Regions from separate parts of the Mus musculus genome. Here region 2 is linked to region 1. Evidence: chromatin contacts called from public Hi-C data. All regions are on one chromosome and are shown on one strand. The core of a region is the stretch at or near the end of the contact, and the rest is flanking DNA. Distances in the headings are between cores, read along the strand shown.

Region 1 (4,550 bases), core at 1,061-3,560:
CAATGACGGAATAATGATGTCTGGAAAAAAATTAAACACATTGTATTACACACACACATGTGCACAAAAGGACATCAATCATCACATAGCCATAAGAAGTGACACTTTTGAGTGAAAATAAAAAGAGGGCAAACAAATAAAAAAGCAAGAAAAAGAAATCAAGAAGAAAAACTTTAAGCTCCAGAGACAAACCAATCAGTTGATAGCTGGTTTATCCATTTTTGGTAGTCCTCGCTTCAAAACAAAACACCCCCTGTCAAAATATTGCTCATAAAACTGCCGTTGAGTGTGATGAAGTCTCCTGATTATATCTGAGCTCATTCTGTGTTTTGAAATGGAATATCATCTACTGACCCTCAGGAAGCTAATTGCTTTTTAATATATTCTGCAGCACAGCTAGGCCTCCAGCTAGGCCATTCACTTACTAGGCTGGCAGTGTACTATAGTGAGCTTATTGCCAGAATCAATACAGGCCAGTAGGCTAGTGCCCAGGCAATCACTGTGGGCAGAGATTTCAGTTCTGGGGAGAAATGGCACAATCTATTTTCAGCAGATGTAATTTACTGCTTTGTTCTCTCTCTCTCTCTCTCTCTCTCTCTCTCTCTCTTTCTCTCTCTCGGGAGAGAATGTAGAACCTACAATGTGTAAATCCATATTGAATACACAAGAGTGGTACTAAATATGACTGTATAAGCAATTCTACAACTGGCTTTCTTCCAGCTAATTATCTTGCTTTCTATACATATACTAGGTTACTATTGGCAAAGACCAATTTCTGGTTTAATGGGGGTAGAGAGAAGGGATATAGATACAAACACCATTTGACTGTCTCTATTCTTATTAAAATCCTCCCCATAGAGGAAATCACATGTCTGTTGTATTTACTTGAATTTATATTTTAAGTATATGGCACACTAGGAATTTTAATAGCAGAAATAAATTCATTTAGTGTTCTGTGTACTTCAGCTCCATTTGCAGCAGGGATTGGGAAACATCCTCTGTATTTCGTCTCTGAATATGTTATCAGCATACACATGTCCTTGAGAATACACATTTCTTTGGGGTATTAAGTTGCTGCAGATTTTATTAAACAAGTGTTATCAGTGAGTTCACACCAGTAAATACTAACGCTAGCTTCAGAATATCCATTTATTGCACCATCATTTGAGAGGAGTACCTGCTAATAGAGAATCAGGGCAAAGACTGGAGACCCTGGCTTCTCATCCTTCCCCTACACTGCACTGAGTGGAGCGACTCATCTGTCTATCATGGGGCCTTGGTCAGTCAGGCCCAGGCTCAATGAAGAACAAGGTGATGATTTCAGGATGATCTCTTCCAGCCTTCTTTTCTGCCTATAGCTACAGCCATCACCAGCACCTTCCTTGCTTACCTTACACTTCCTCTCCTGCCTGCTCATTGTCCTGGAGAGGGAATATGAGGAAAGATAGGTAAAGAAGGGATGGAGGAGTTAGCCCAAAGAGGAGCTGGTAGAATTTGGCTGTAGATACTGAATGGAGGAAGAAAGACATTGTAGATGGAGGAGAGGCGCAGGTAAAACCATGGGGGTTGACAAGGGGATGATATAGGATTGGGTCAGCTTCCTCTGGGCTCTGACCACCTGTCCTGGGTGTTTTTTCCTTGCTGTGTCTGAGGAAGTGATCAGGGGTCACAGACTCTTTCTCATCCCGTCTAGTATGGGTGAGCAACAGAAATGAGAACTCTAATGGTATCTATTGTGGCGTTAATATTGTCACCTCCGATGTGGCTACATGGTACCCAGAGAGTAAAACTAAGGTCCTAGGATGAGGAAAAGCTGTAGAAAGACACACAGTGGAGAACAGTGCTGGAAAAACAGAGACTGTTGAGAACTAAGTAAAATTCAGTGAAGCCAGCACATCCACCCAGACAAGGACATAATAACACCCCTAAATGGAGAGACTGCCTCTTCCAGATAACAGACACTCCTGGACAGATGTGTCCCCACCACTGCCTATCAGCCACAACGGCAACAAGACACTGTGGCTCCTCCTGAGGATGTCGGTGTTACATGGTCTCTGTGAGTGGCTTCTCCATGGAACAGGACATGCACCAGGAGTCCCAGGTGTCTGACAGGCTGAGTAGCATCATTGTGGAATCCGTTTCCCTGGAAACCAGCAGCAATAGCACATACCTAAGACACTTGTGAGTAATCCATCTGTGCCTTTACCTCCTCCTTTAGCATTTACTGGGGCTGACCAACAGTCCTGGAGACTTTGTGCTTGATGCTCAGCTAACCTCCAACCCTTTGTGCTTACTGAGTGGATACCCGTCAGGTGACACTGAGTTCTGAAGTCAACATGGCCAAAAGTCCATCAAGCCTCAGCCTCCTGTCAGTGATCACTCTTAGAAGACCTGAGATGTATCTCAAAAACTTTTCTTCTGGGGGTAATCCATTGCTGCCACCACGATAATTTCCCAAACAATAGGGTCCCTTCCCTGATTCACACCCTGGATGCCATAGCTGTGTTATCCTCCCCCACTATCTGCAGGCCATTACACTGCTACTCAGAAGGTCTGCACCCTCACTCCAGTTAAGATAACATCTGTCCAGCCACAGGGACATCTCAACCTCTTCACATGTTAGAGGTGAGCAGAAGCAGGAAATGGACCGAGGTCTCGGCTCTCAGCCATAGCTCAGGCAGAACCTGCCTTACAGGACAGCTTGGCTCAGCTGGCCTCTCTGCCAGTCTGCCTGCCCACCAGCCTTGTTTTCAGCCCTGTGCAAACCCAATGCCTTTAATTAGCTCTCTAGGGACCCACTCCTATCCCTGGCTTGCCTCTGAGAGAAATGCTATTCTCTGATGTTGAGTCTAGTACAAAGCAGCAATTCTAAAATGTACTTCTTCTACATTGAAGACATTAACCCTGCTCCCCCAAATGCTGTTTTTGCTTGACAAAGCTAGTTTAGACCGTCCTAGGTTGAGGAAAAGCACCACCTTTTTAACCGAAATCTGTAAGTTGAAAGAACATCAAATGTCCCCCAGAAAGCTTAGTGTGTGTCTCGTTGTCAAGAATCAAGCTCCTAGCTTAGGCAGTAGATCACCATAGAACTAAAGAATACCATATATTATGTTCCAAGGGTGTGCAGGTGTTGGTGGTGGGTGAGGAGGGACAGGAGAAGTGTAGAGGGAGGGTACTGGTTAAAAGAAAAAGGTCAATACATGTGTGGGCATGGGAGTCCTGCCATCTTTCCATGCACATCCCCCATACTGAAACTCTCTTACTAATTCTACCCTCACTTGGATCAGCTTGAGCACTCGCTGAAAGCCTAACCCTGGGCAGTATGTACTTAAGTGGAAACTTGTGCAATTCAAACTGGAGTCCTGCCGCGGGGGTGGGCTCGGGTTACTGATGAGGACACCACCGGCCTCCCCGTTCTTAGTGGATACTTCAAAAGTTCCCGCAGCTTCACTTGTGAAGCATAATAAATAAATTAAAAAAATGTTCAGACACGTCCCCAGGATCTAGGACCTTATAACAGGATGGATATAAATGCCTGAGGAGGGGGAGGGGTAGAGAGAGAGAAGAGGGTGGCAGAGAAGAGAGAGGGGGGAGGGAGGGATGGAGGGAGGAGAGGGGGAACAAGGGAAGGGGAAAGGTTGGAATGAAAGCAGAGAGTCAGGGAGAGAAGGAATACTGAGCTGTAAGCCAACACAGTGATTCTGACTCTACAGTGTGGGCAGTTTGCCAAACTCAAGTTCAACACATTTTGGAAATATATAGATAGAAAGTTAAAACTGAAAGGAATCTGTGTGGACAAATAGGGATGACATTCTGAAATACAGCATCCCATGAAGCTATCCTGTAATAGCTGCCAGAGTTGGAATGGTAACAAATATAAGAATGTTCTATAGAGATCTGTTTCATATCATAAGAGGAAAGAATGGCTACGAGGGCCCCCCAGGGCTAAGGGGACAGGGGAGAACGCATTAGACCCTGTGTTAACTCCCTTGTACTAAAAATAAAGCAGCAACAACATGAGAATGAATATTGCAAGGGATAACTAATTCACATATAAACATTAACATTTATATTCACTTGAGTGCCCTAACGATCTCATTACCAACGAACCAAAGATGTTTTTTGACAATGTTACAAAATCAGTCTTTTTGACGGAATTAGCATACAGAAGAGGCAAAGAAACAAACTCTATTTTTGGAATTTATGCACTTTCTGTGACACTAAAATACACCCAAGTTAACACTAACATCTTCCACGCTAATCCTAACTCAAGTCAAAAGGAGAACTTTGCGGGCCTTGTGTATCAGTCAGGTCTTACCACATTACAGTAACAAACAACTCTTTTACAGATCCTAGGTTTAAAACAGAAAAAGTTCTGTTTAGTGCTACATGCCCACTGAAAGACAAGGGGGCTCTGCTCTTCATTACCACTTGGTATGGAGGCCACAGAATAACCCTCATCTTGAATGTTACTGGCTGGTATACAAGAGGTCTAGGGGTCTTTCACACGTAATTCCAGGCCAGAAGGGGCAGGTCACTTCCATTTCCAG
Region 2 (5,044 bases), core at 147-2,646, 190 kb after region 1:
GTTGTTGCTCAGAACTAAAACAATTAATTCCCTGAGGCTGCCAAGAAGTGGCTGCTGCCTCTGGATCAGGAGACCAGAGCCACTTCTGTGACAGTATGTAGGAAATAAGTGCCATGGTTGCTTAACAAAGGTCACCTGTCCTCAGGGAGCTTATCTCCACAGTGGGAGAGCACATTCCTGAAAGTCCAGTGATATCTGGGCTGCTGGCTACCTGAGGGGAGTGAATCAGTCTGTGGCCAGCCGGCAGGATTCTGGAGCCATTCTGAAGAGCTCTCTGATTCTGTAAGATAAACAGAATCAGAGTCCTGGGAGTCACAATGGGAGTGGCACAGGAGGGTTGTGATCAGTGCATAGGCGCAGAGAGCAGAACAGACAGCCGTGTCCATTCATGCTATCTGACCACACCCCAGTTTCCTCATCTACGAGGCTGAAAGGGTTTGAGTCCCTTTACCACTATGCTGCCATGAGAATCAAGCGGGAAGTATACCTAAAGAGCTTACAACAGTGCCTAGAACACAGCAATGTGCTGAATGTGAGGGTTCCCGCAGTCCAGCACAGGGTGTTAATTCCTCATGATCTGTGAAGTCAAGTATTATATGTACAACTGCATTTTACAGGGGACCAAAAAAAAAAAAAAACCAGAAAGAAAGAAAGAAAGAAAGAAAGAAAGAAAGAAAGAAAGAAAGAAAGAAAGAAAGAAAGAAAGAAAGAAAGAAAATGGATTTGGAAGGAACTCCCACGGTCACACAATAATGGGTGGAAGGCAATCAATTTAAATCTGATGGGCTCTGGAAGTAAGATCTGTCATGGAGGTAACACCAAGCAACAGCATTCTTAGGAAGATGGACTGACCTGTGTGATTGACATCTATGTGCCTCTGCTGACGACTCCCATCCCCAAGGGTGAGAATGTGTCTGTTTAGCTCATCAGTGCCCCCCACCCCCGCAATATCCAGTACAATACACACCAGGTATGCAAAGAGCAAGTAAGTGAGCTACCAAAGGGATGCTCATTTGACCTAAGTTCTGTCAGTCACACAGGGCATATGAGTGCCTTGATTACCAGGAAGAATGAGGGAAACTGATAGCTGAAGCTAGGCTAACCTGGAATCTGACCGTTAGGCTTTTGATCCCCCCACCCATCTTGAGCTGAATTCTTGAGGAATAGGAGCCAATTTAACGCAGGGGATTCTGAGAGAAAGAGGAGCACTAGGCCCTGTTAGATTGTTCTGTTATTTTCTCTTGAGCTGAGGCAGGAGAATGTGAATTTTGAGAAGCCTAAACTACTCCCTTCTTGTACCTGAATCTTGTTGCTATCACTCTAATGGGTCACCCTGTCACACACGAGGTCGTGGAGCTATAACAACTCCCACTGGGCACTGCCTTCTAGATTGTCCTTGTCCTTTGCTCCTCTGGTCTGTGCCAGAACAGTCTGGTCAGTGTCATGTTGTTTCAGACAGTGTCTTGTAGCCTAAGATGCAGTATTTGCTGAGTCAGCCAGTTCTCTCTGCACCGTGCTATGCAACAAACACAGTCCTAGCATGCCATTCTTGGCTCTGTATGTTTCATCGCATGGCAACTGTCATGGACGCCACTACCCTGCACACAGATGTCTGCTGAAATGGCCTCCCTGCTGTCAACCTGCTATTCCAACTTGAGGAATTCTGGCAGCTTTCACTCCTCTGCCCTTACTTCCCACAAACCACTGCAGTGGACAGGGCACAGCGAGACTTTTCCATTTCCAGATGAGGAAAACACAGAAAGATGCAGGCATGCTTGTCTGCCATGAAATTCTGGCATTTTTCTATCTGTCCTGGCTGAGGACCAACAGTGTCAGAGACACTGTGTCCTGCCCAAGCCACAGGTGGCTCAGGTTGCTCTGCAGCTCTACTCACAGTCCCCAAGGGGTCATTGCCCTTTGATCTCTATCACATGGCTTACCTTGACCCATCTCAAGTCTGCAGCATTGGTGTTTGTCCAATACTCTGTGTTGACCATTCCCTGGGGACTTTGGCCTGCCCTGGCTAGCCCTCCATCCACAAATGCTAGTAATCAGGAAGTCAGCACAGTGTAGAGTGGGAGGTACCCGACCCTCCAAGCTCAGTTTTTGTTCTAGTTGCCAGACTATGTCAGTATGTTTCCCCAGCCATTAGTGTGCATGAGAATCCCCTGCAGGACTTGCTGGAGTTTCTGACCTGCTAGGTCTGAATTTGGACAGTTTCCAAGTGGTGACTCTATTGCAGCTGCTCTGTTTTAAATAACTGCATAAGCAGCCAGCCTGGCAGGGAGGCCCCCACTGTCTGTGACCAAGAGTTGAAGCTGGTCACCCCAGAATTCAGAACACAAAGATCCGTTCTGGGCCACAGAAAGTCTACCAGCTGCCTGAAAAAGACTGCCACTCACAGAGTAATGCCTTCTGGAAGAATTTGCTTGTTCTCAAGGTAGAGCCCTCCTCCCTGTGTCTAGATAAAGCAGAGATAGCAGGAGCTTTGGAAGCAGTCCTTGTCACAACCCTGCATTCATGATGTGATGTTTTTGTAACCTCCTTGACCACAGAACAGACCACTCATGAGGTTGCTGGGAGCTTCAGTCACATGCATCCAACCTCCCTAATAGCCTGGGTGGAGAACAATTGCAGAAGGTTTAAGGAGCATCAGCAACAAGGCCTTGGGTGTCTTTCTTTCGATCCCTGCCCTCTGGCCATGAAAGCAAAGAGGATTTTCTGGCAGACAGGAGAGAGAGAGAGAGGGAGAGAGAGAGAGAGAGAGAGAGAGAGAGAGAGAGAGAGAGAGAGAGAGAGAGAGCAAATTACAAAGACACGAGTTTTCTCTATGTTTCTCTCTGCTCTAAAAGGTTCCATCAAAACCCTTGACAGCTACTTGGGAGCAGGACACAGGACACAGGGCAGCCATACTCCCCAGCTTGCTGGGAGATGATTGGGAACATGAGACAGATGGGGTTTTAGATAACTGTTCCAACTGCAGACATTTCATTATTTCTTTGTGTTGGGAGCACTCAAAATCCTGTGAGACAGTCCAGCAGGTAAAGGTGTCTGCCTGGAGCCCGAGGACTTGAGGTGGATCACCAGGACCCACAGGGAGGAAGGAGAGAACTGACTCCTACACTTTACCCTCTGACCTCCACACATACACTAGAGCTTCCCATCTCTATCACATTCACAAAATGCACAGTAAAAAATGTCAGTGGACAAGTGATTAAAGTCATCTCTATCTCTCCTTGTCTCTCCATCTTTCCCCCTCTGTCTGTCTCTGTCTGTCTCTCTGTCTCTCTGTCTCTGTCTGTCTCTCTGTCTCTTTGTCCCTGTCTCTGTCTCTGTCTCTCTCTCTCTTTCTCTCTCTCTCTCTCTCTCTCTCCACCCTTGGTTGGAACTCTGATCATCAGTCTTAGCCATGAACCTCCCTTACACATTCAGTCACATCTCTGGCTGCCGGTTGTTTTGAAATACTCAAGTTAATTATTGTCAACCACTGTTGCAACTGAGTTCTAGTGGGCTGGACCTTACCCTCCACTCAGGTGATCTCCTTGTGTCTATGCTCTTTCCTTCCTTCCAATACCCTTACCAAGTCTTACGCACCGCTGTCCCATTCTATTTTCTTGATGTTCATCTGTCAGATTCCACATGTAGCTGGGAACATTCTTGTCTTTATGTGCCTGACTTATTTCACAGAATCATTTCGTTTTTAACAAATGGACACCAGGGCTGGGTTTTGGAAGGCCCTTCTCTGAGGACAGTTTGTCCACTACATCAGTGGGCATGTTGCCTCTGAGAAAGCACTACTGACCAGGAACCCATGCCCAAGGCAGCAGTCCTATTCAATACATACAAATCCCCCAACTATGTTAGATGTCTTGCCCCAAGAGATGTCATTGTGTCACTTTTGAAGACCAAATGATGTTTAATACATGGCAACTGGAGCTCTAGGGCAGCTCCAAAAGTCAGAAGGGGGTCTCAAGCCCTTGATAGCATGGAAGGAGATCTTTGCTTTGAAAAATGAGAGCTGGCCCCATAGAGTAGTCTCAACTTTTCATTAGCACAGAGGGGAAGCTCTTCAATGTCCTTCTAGAAGGACCGCCTTCCCCACTTCCTTTTGCTTCTCTTTGCATCCTAAATAGAGCCTTTTGATAAGCTGTAAATAAGAAAATTGGATATTGAGGTTTCTCTATGCGAATATCTGAGCATTTTATTTTTTTAAAATGTAGATGTGTCTGAAATTAATGGCGTAAATATCATGAGCAACATTTATTTATGTATTTATGTATTTATGTATTTATTTATTTATTGGCAAGTGTAATTCTAGGCATGTGATGTATAAATAAAAAGAATGTTGAGCCTCCCTCCTCAGCCAAGAGTTAGGCAGACAAGAAACAGGAACAAGAAGTACTGGGACAAATGAAACAGGTAGCACAAGGTATGGGGTTTGGAAAGGCTGTGGTGTGCGTGTGTGTGTGTGTTTGTGTGTGTGTGTTTGTGTGTGTGTATTTGTGTGTGTGTGCATACATGTGTATGCTCATGCCTCTGTGTGTGTGTGTGTGTGTGTGTGTGTGTGTGTGTGTGTGTATGTGTATCTGTCTGTCTGGGACAGGCTGTTGCTGAATATCCCCGAGTCTCAGGTCTTTCTGGAGAAGAATTGCTGGTGAGTCTTTGTAAGTCAGAGATAAGGGTTAGGTGCCAGAACATAGAGCAGAAATGTTCCTGTGGTTTTGGCGAACACGAGAAGAGGGCGAAGGCTAAAGGTGGAATTACAGGCCAAAAATGTAAATTAAAACCAACTGACACCTGGTAGTCTGAATTTCTTTCCCTCTGTCTCTCTTGGAGCCTGGAGCTGTATAACGGCAGTGACTGTCTTCCTAGAACCTTATCCTGTGCTGGAGAGGGAAGACATGGTGGCCAATGTTTGTGTGTGTGTGTGTGTGTGTGTGTGTGTGTGTGTGTGTGTGTGTGTGTGTGTGTAGGGGAAGGATATCTTTGTACATTCAGTGTGGATTTCTTGTGGTTCTGGGGCTAGGACCCAGAGCCCTGTGAC

What was found. A called contact is a pair of places that touch in the nucleus more often than the background predicts.
Region 2: a Hi-C map of liver shows a contact between it and region 1, with 2.7 times the contacts expected there. The contact joins two enhancer-like sites. A contact is called at or near these places in 6 of 484 Hi-C or Micro-C datasets (B cells and liver), 5 of 115 datasets of contacts at active chromatin or transcription factors (embryonic stem cells, hepatocytes, kidney and 2 more) and 1 of 9 other capture datasets (embryonic stem cells).

The regions. Positions count from the first base shown.
Region 1 is chr13:34,269,126-34,273,675 of GRCm38.p6, forward strand. The region is part of intron 3 of Slc22a23 (solute carrier family 22, member 23); the gene reads right to left. Among named protein-coding and RNA genes, the nearest start is that of Gm52037, 73 kb to the left of the region's middle. Within about 2 kb of position 2,311, at least 34 of the 459 cell types and tissues checked have an H3K27ac peak or open chromatin away from gene starts, as enhancers often do. A contact at or near this core is called in hepatocytes and liver, where this site is marked.
Region 2 is chr13:34,460,910-34,465,953 of GRCm38.p6, forward strand. The region is part of intron 2 of Gm40908 (a long non-coding RNA gene); the gene reads right to left. Among named protein-coding and RNA genes, the nearest start is that of Gm40908, 19 kb to the right of the region's middle. Within about 2 kb of position 1,397, at least 58 of the 459 cell types and tissues checked have an H3K27ac peak or open chromatin away from gene starts, as enhancers often do. A contact at or near this core is called in hepatocytes and liver, where this site is marked.